Regions from separate parts of the Zea mays genome. Here all the other regions are linked to region 2. A link is a contact called in public Hi-C data. All regions are on one chromosome and are shown on one strand. Each heading gives the region's core, a stretch centred on a gene start, on an enhancer-like site or on the middle of the called end of the contact. The rest is flanking DNA. Distances are from core to core; before and after follow the strand shown.

Evidence for each region. Hi-C and Micro-C count contacts between places; a contact is called where the count stands out from the background.
Region 1: a Hi-C map of ear shows a contact between it and region 2, with 2.5 times the contacts expected there. The contact joins the promoter of LOC100217125 here to the promoter of LOC100282953 in region 2. A contact is called at or near these places in 3 of 25 Hi-C or Micro-C datasets (bundle sheath, ear and tassel).
Region 3: a Hi-C map of ear shows a contact between it and region 2, with 2.7 times the contacts expected there. The contact joins the enhancer-like site here to the promoter of LOC100282953 in region 2. A contact is called at or near these places in 2 of 25 Hi-C or Micro-C datasets (ear and leaf mesophyll).

The regions. Positions count from the first base shown.
Region 1 is chr9:12,406,398-12,409,097 of Zm-B73-REFERENCE-NAM-5.0, forward strand. It overlaps LOC100217125, which reads right to left and starts at 1,311. Exons shown (of 4, transcript NM_001143493.1): 1 at 1,157-1,311; 2 at 841-920; 3 at 349-755. The coding sequence starts at 583.
Region 2 is chr9:11,660,124-11,662,823 of Zm-B73-REFERENCE-NAM-5.0, forward strand. LOC100282953 (40S ribosomal protein S17-like) reads right to left here and starts at 1,284. Exons shown (of 1, transcript NM_001291552.2): 1 at 610-1,284. The coding sequence starts at 1,196. The coding sequence ends at 768.
Region 3 is chr9:10,885,208-10,887,907 of Zm-B73-REFERENCE-NAM-5.0, forward strand. No RefSeq gene overlaps it. Among protein-coding and RNA genes, the nearest start is that of LOC103637908, 14 kb to the right of the region's middle. Within about 2 kb of position 1,269, at least 20 of the 20 cell types and tissues checked have an H3K27ac peak or open chromatin away from gene starts, as enhancers often do. A contact at or near this core is called in ear and leaf mesophyll, where this site is marked.

The DNA of each region.
Region 1 (2,700 bases), core at 61-2,560, 750 kb after region 2:
TAGGGAATATATTTAGCATCAGGACAAATATACAATAGTACTCTCTTAGTCCAAAAATAATAAGCATATTCTCATCAGGGAAAAGTCATATAAATCAGACTTTGGCCCTTAATTTCACTTATACGGTGTTTCCTTTTGCTAAAGAACCAATATCATCTGAGCTAATTTTCAATACTATAAGCCATAGAAAGGGAACGACATGGGTTCTGTAGTAGGCATATAGTTATCTTGTTAACGTTACAAAAGAAATCCTTTGATAAGCAAACTAATACAAAGAAATGTGCGAACACCAGGAAACTAACAAGGCTGCAGAACAAGTTGCTAGCTAGGTGAAGGGCATAAACTTACCGAAGGGCTGGAGAAGGTGCTTAGGGACAGTAGTTACTGGAGTACTCCAAAACCACAGAACGAGCACACCATAGACTACAACCTGGCATGCGGATTTAGTTTGATGAGACTCCTCAAACTGTACGTAGAGCGAACGGTTGAGAGCATAAACTACACGAATCACGAAGCACCTTTGCGGCCAGCAGAACTTTTCGGTATTTTTCATATAAAGACTGTTTCCCTCTAATGTCCACATCTTGCACTATAAAATGGACAAAAGAAAGAGTCCAGCAACCCGAATCGGCCCAAACAAGAACAGCAAGAACCCACGCAATGTCTGAGGAATTCAACGCTTACTTTTTGCCAGCTCCTTCTCTTTAGCACCAGCCAACCGCTTCAGTTTTGCGGCTTGCGCAAACGTCGAGGGCCTGCAGCACAAAAAAAAGGGGTGTTCAATAACAGCTATATATCAGGATCGCCGAATCGTAAGAGAATAGTATCCAGATTGCCTACGTTGACAAAGCACTGGCCTCCTTGAGAAGTTGCGTGATCTCTACACGCAGTCTGAGCTGATCATCAGAAATGGATCCCCTCTGGAACATCAATCAACAGGTCAGGACAACGTTAATGTAACAGGGGTGGCTGAAAAATAGTCGGGATTGCAGAAGGTGGCAGATCCAATAATCATGGTTTTTTTTTCCCGTGAAGATTCATTCTTAACCACATCAATCCATCCAAAATCAAAACATTTCTCCCCAAATGAATTATCTGGAACAAGAGAGAGAGAGAGAAACGAAAGCGCAGGGTTTTCTTGGCAGTTGGCACCGACCCTCCTCTTGAGGTCGAGGATGCACTCCAGCATATGCACCGCAGAGACGAGGAGGAAGACGAAGATGGCAGAAGGGGACATTGTTGCCGGCGACGACCTAGGGCGGCGTGGTGGTGATAGATTGGTCCGGTCGGGGGCCGGGGGGTAACTTTCTGGCCTCCCTGCGCTTGCCTACACCCTACTGAGTCTTTTGCTATTATAACACTCAATTAAACATGCTTCTCTCTTCTAGTATCTACAAACGTAACTTCTCTAAAATGTTACTTATAAGTTAATCTATTCTCTAAAATAGAATTAAGTGCCTTTTTTACTCTTTTTTCTTTCTCTTAATTTCCCAGCTGTGAATGATACGCCTCAATTTATTTGGTGAAATCACCATGCACGTAGGAGCAAGCCGAACTTTGAGACAAACATTTCGTTTCTGTACAAGTTCACCATCAAGCTGACATGAAAATTTGCCCACGAACCTGAAACCATATGGCTCACTGTTCAAATATGAAGTTTACACAACTCACCGTTTAAATCTGAAAGAGATAGGAACCAATTTGCTTCCTAATACCTTTTGTTGATTTGAACTTGCTTTTTGTCCGAACTAGTTGATTCAACTTACTTTAGTACTACAACCTCAACTTCTTGAGAATAAAGTTCATACTTGACATCTTGACAGTAATATTTTCGAACGCAAAATAAGCTAAGATGTTCAGTCGCATAAAGCAATGTGGGAGAATTACTATCTAGAAACAAAATTTTTAGGAACATTTCGATCTTTCACTGCTGGAAAAATAAGAAAAGAGAGTAAAAAGGTACTTAATACTATTTTAGAGAAAAGATTAACTTATAAGTATTATTTTAGGGAAGTTAAATTTGTAGATACTAGAAGAGAGAAGCCTGTTTAAATTAGATGCATGATCTGATGAGCATGAGCTACTAGGGGAACATTCGGATCCTCAAAATTGTTTAGTGCTTGGAAGACAGCCAAATGAACTTTTTGTTTGGCTATGGCACAGCTGTAAATGCTTTTAGCATTTAGTGCTGCACTCGCTGACTCAGGTTCCCCACTGCGGATAAGGGGGACTTGTTCGGTTTGTTAGGGATCAGAGAGGATTAAGGGTCTATTTGGTTTGTGGCTAAATAATGTGCCACACTTTGTCTAACGTTAGTCGTTTGAATTGAATAACTAACCTTAGGCAGAAAAATTAGGCAAAGTGTGGCAACTGAGTTAGTGAACCAAACATGCCTTAAATCTTTTGCTAATTAAAATTAAATATAAAAGAATTTAATCTTATTTAATTTATGTATAACCAAATATGGTGTGATCGAGAAATGTAAGAGCCTTTTTGACCGGATTTTTTTGGCACTAGCTTCTACTCTAAAAGTTAGTTTGAAATCCCATTTAGATTTTATTTTTTTAGAAAAAATAGTTTGTTTTTTTCTTTAGAAAAATAGAAATTTTTTAAAATATAAAGTTTCCAAACTAGCCCTAACATTATGATTTGTTCCGAGTGGAAAAAACCACCAGAGCAGAAGCCGGTACCCCAAAAAAA
Region 2 (2,700 bases), core at 34-2,533:
TAGGAACGTTTCAGCCTTTAACAATGAGTTTAAAACCAAGTTATTTAAACAACTACATCAATAGAACACAATTAAAACAAGCCAAGTTTCCTATAGAAACAAAGAAATGAATAGACCACACAGTGCTGACAACATGGAGGACAAGAATACGACAAATATGAAAGTGAAAAATGCTATAATCTGAAGTTGTTGTAATGCTACAGAGTAAACCCAATTTCAAGTAATAAAGAAAGAGTTCAGTAGAGGCTAACAGATATTGCCAATTCAGTACACTAAAAATGTACTAGTTGAATTGAAAATGCATAGCTAAAGTTTCATTGGATTGATAAGACTTCATCGACCGACCCAGATCATATTGGCTCTAGCTAACAGCCAAACATCTAGGCAGCATTGAACTGTATAGCAAATGAATGAAAATAAAAAGAAATTTAATCTGCACAGTACACAATGAACCTAACAGCAACACCAAATTTGAATTACATTTAAAAGCATGCAGCATAGATACAAATCCCTATGTCGCATGCACATATTCAAGATAACTAGCAGTCAAATAAAAAAATATGAGCATCTCATAGTAACTTATAAAGCGCAAGAATATAAATTATCATGTTCATCACACGCAGAACCAAACACTTCAGAATTTATACCATAACAGGCAAGTTCAAAACTTAACCGCCACAGATGCAACCAAAGATCTAAAAGAAGTTTAGCATAGTAGGACAACAACTACGAATAGCAGTGCGATCAAGAGGCAACCACCGCGAAGTCTAAACGCGGTCACGGCGGGGACCACCGTACTGCGGGCGGCCGTAGGCGGGGGCGTTGGAGACCTCAGCCTGGCGCTCAACGCCGGGCAGGTCGGCCATGCCGAGGGCAGCGAGCATCTCCATGGTCTCCTTGTCGACGCGGATCTCTTCGACCTCGAGCGCGGACTTCTCCGGCACGAAGTCCATGCGGCGCTCGCGCTCCTCCTCCTGCAGCTTGAGCGAGATGCCGCGGACTGGGCCGCGCTGGATGCGGCGCATCAGGTGGGTACTGAAGCCAGCCACCTTGTTGCGGAGGCGCTTCGAGGGCAGAATCGAGACCTCCTCGAGCACCTTCTTGTTGGTGTGGAAGTCGAGGGTCATGCGGGAGTAGTACTTCTCGATCACCTGCCTGGAGGTCTTCTTCACGGTCTTGGTGCGGACGCGACCCATGGTGGCTGCGGCGGCGGCGCGCTGGGGCAGGTGGCGGTGGCGGCGGCGGCGGCTGGGGTAGGCTTGGAGGAGAGAGAGTGGAGCTACTTATAGCAGAGGCGGTCGAGTTTGGGCTAGGGTTTCGCTATTTGTTGTGGATCTGAGCTATTCATTTGATATGGGCGGACAGATATAGATGGTGCGAGTGTTGGGCTTTGTTGCCTGGCCTGCTTGTGTCGGAGCTTTGGAATTCTTTTTGGCCCATCAGTTCATACCGGGTTATGTTTGGTTATTTCAATTCTATATATATCAGGGTTTTCGATTTGCTCTCGATCCATATGAATTGAGTGGGATTTGGTGAGTTTAAATCCCAAACAAGTCAAACTTTCTTAATTTTTTTCTAATCTCATACAATCCATGTATAATAGGAATAATCGAATAAGACCTAAATTGTAGTGTATTGGAATAAATAGGGATAGATTTTGACTTACTATGGATTTAAACCAACTCAATATTACGCAATCCATATGGATTAAGGGTGAAACGAATAAGCACCTTGTTCGGTTATTCCAATTTCATGTGGATTGGGGTGGATCGGAGGATTTTGACTTATTATAGATGGGTACAGGTTCACTGTTGATCTCAAGTTTGATCTTTAGATCACTTGAAAGGGGTTGAGTGTAACCCTTAACCAAAAGAGGTCACCACAACGTAGAGTAGGCATTGGCCGAACCACGGTAAAAATCGTTGTGTCACATTTTCCTTTCACTTATTACGATTACTATCTTCTTGGGTTCTCCACTCTCTTGCAATATTGATTCTAAGTTTAATACACATCTTAAAGAAGTAATCAAGAGAAGAGTTCTCTCTCCATCTATCTTCTCATCCTTTGCTAGATTGGAACTGATTTGGATAATCTGCCAAGAAAGTATGTCACCACTTTGCTAGATTCCCATCTAAGTGCATGGATGCTGCCCCATCGTAACCCATAGAGTTGTAGGAATGCTGAAAATGGCGAAGTAAATTGTGACACTTGTCGATCCAAGCAGCATCAAATGAAGGGAACGGCATCTTTGGAAGGATGTGGTGAGGTGAAGTGTCTTTCTTTGACTGTTCATGTGTTGATTTGTGGCGTGTATTGAAGAAGTTTCAGCCTTGTTGACGCTCTCGCCTTTTGCAAGCACATTGGTAAACGGTGCCTCCTCCTCAAAGACCACTGATGAGACAGACCAATACCAACAGATTTTGCTTCGCCCTCAAATTGCCTGAGTGCCAACTGTGACACTCCTTGTCCGATACGCTTGACCGGTTGAGCAATGAACTACCTGCTCTGCGAAGACGAACCTGTTGGAAAATATGCTCGCCACTGGATCCCATCACGCCGCCACCGTATCAATGCTTTTGTCGTTCTGTTCCTTCTGCAATATATTCGTTTCGGTGAGAGAGTGTAAGAGGTTTTACACTCACTAGAGGCTTGTTTGGGTTTAAGACTGACTCCAACAAGATACTTTAAAAGCTTCTGTAC
Region 3 (2,700 bases), core at 19-2,518, 770 kb before region 2:
TTATCCTGATGATGATATTGTGATACTTTAGGGGACTCAGGCTATTTCCTGAGTACCTCTCCGTAAGGACCTGTTCGTTGAGTGATAACCCGGGATAACAGTGCAACCATGAGGGTGGAATGGGATGCCCTTAGCTGATTAATTAGAGGAACCAGAGGTGTAGTTGGCTTCGTCGTAGGGCCGTCAATGGGGTCCGGGCACAATACTTGCTCTGCCGAGGCTGGTTGCAGAGGTTCTTGATTTGGTTTTGTTAGTCACCCTTCCTTTGGGGAGAGGTACTATGTTTATCAAACTGGAGAAACCTAATGGGCGGCTATGACCTCTGGAAAATCTTTGTAAAGGCTACATTGTGATACCCTGCCAGGCCACCTAAGTAGTGGTCAATGGAGATTGGCTCTCTCTGGGCAGAATAGGAATCATGACTTGTGGGTAAAGTGTGCGACCTATGCAGAGTGCTAGAAACTGGTATATCAGCCGTGCTCACGATTAAGAGCGGCCTTGGGATCCTCTCTGATTAGAAGAACTATAGATACTTTTATGATGATGATTAATAATGATGGTTATAATTATGATCTCTGGTATTTCCTCTTGGAGGGAGTACATTTGGGTAATAACTGGGTTTATTACTAAAACTTGGCTCTACTAATAGTAATAAATACTTGAGTAACTAAAAGCAACTGCTTAACCTTAACTCCACATAAAGCTAGTCCACTTTAGCCAAACGGGACATTTGCTGAGTACGTTGATGTGTAGTCACCCTTGCTTTACAAACCACCCCACCCCAGGTTGTCCCTACTATACTCAGTGCTCAGGAGGAGATGCTGGCAACATGGATTTTGAAGAGTTCGAGGACTACGGTGAGTTCTAGCTTTTCTTAGTGGCAAACCCCCAGTCAGCTGCTTGTGAAGGTCTTATCTACTACGTTTTGTATTTCCGCACTTTGATGATATTAATGTTAACGACTATGTTATAGACTCTATGGATGTCTTGGACATCTTGATGTAATAAAGTAATTTTCCGCTATTTACTTTGAGTAATGTGTGATGATGTCCAAATATGTAATCGATGTGCACGTGAGTTTTAAATCCTGGTACGTATATGGTTCGCATTCGGTTTACCTTCCAAAACCGGGTGTGACACCAGCCCAGTCCTTGCTCCCTGACGCGTTTAAGTCGCTGTCGGCCAGGGCCCGCTTATCAGCGCCCTTTCCCTTGCTGTGTTCCCGAAACTGTAGCGCTTTTCCTCTGACCGTGGGGCCGCCGGTCAGGGGCGTCGTTCTCACCGAGTGAACGGGTCGCACTAACTGAAACAGCCGGATTTCGGTCGGGGATCTCTGTGGATCTAGGCCGGGTGGTTGGCACGGCCTTGGGTATAAAACCGAGCTCGACGCGCATCGAAATCTCGCCACAATCCACGCCTGGTGCCGAGACGCCTAGCCCTCCGAACCTCGCCGTCGTAATGCCGAAGGAAAACACGTCACCGCTGCGTCTTCTCGTCGTCGCCGTCGTTTGGTGTCGAACAACCAATCTGGGTGGTTCGCCGGGTGGTGTAGAGCTCGAACACAAAAGTAGTGAGGCTCGGGTGGCTGTGGGTTGCAGGCGATTTCTCGCCGATGACCCGGCACCGCTGCAGAACCATTGCTTGTCGTGGCCCATGGCACCGACATCCCCATCGCAGGAAAGAACTCCATGTGATTCCCCTCAGTCCCTACACCGCGTTGCACCACTTGGGTATGCATTTTGATGTGGGGCGTCAATTTGCTCGTCGCCGGTGGGAGAGCGCCGCCGCCGCGCTGCGGGCGCCGCCCGGTGTTGGTCAGATGGGAGGAAGAACAACTTCTGACCACCTGATCCACGTCGTATGGTGTGGATTAAAAACGGAGGATACCCCTTCACAGGTTTGATCTGGGCCCTCGTTGCGCGATCCTGCGGTCGATCCTCACCCGTACCCTCTTCGGCCAGGTAATAATGCAAAAGAACCCCTGGGTTTCTAGGGATTAAACCCGCCGTCCACTGACAGTGTGAAATAATTACAATTGCACCCAAAATTTGGCATAGAGAACCCTATCTTCTCTGGTAATTGTGTCCATCGTTTAGAAATATTAGGGAAATTCAAAATTAAATTAGGAAATGGATTATTGGTATAAAAATAATGTAGAAACTTGTTTAAATCATAACTAATTCGTTTTAACTCCATTTTGATCCATTCCAATTGCATTAGACTCGTGATAATATTGCCTATCGTTTAGTAACCCTATTTTACTATGTAACTTAGTTATAAAAATAAAACTCATTTTGTTTTATGTTTAACACCTAAATTATTCAGAAAATCATAACTTTTACACTTTAACCTCGATTTGATCCATTCTTATTGCGTTAGCCTTATAGAAACATTTACTACACAATAGCAACATTAATTATACGATATCACGTACTTCTATAATTAAGTAACTAATTGGATTAATCTATGTTTATTGGATTAGCTTTTCTAATATTAATATAGTATTCTGATCTTATGGTTATAATTTGACTAAAATATGATCTTTAATGAAGTAATGACTTATATTAAAGTTGAGTTAATTATTCATAGAATATTCTCTCATATGGTGTATACTAATCAATTTATAATATAGTTTAATATTTGAATCACATAGGCCTTCCATAAATCACAACTCCTTAACCGTAACTCCGATTTTAGTGA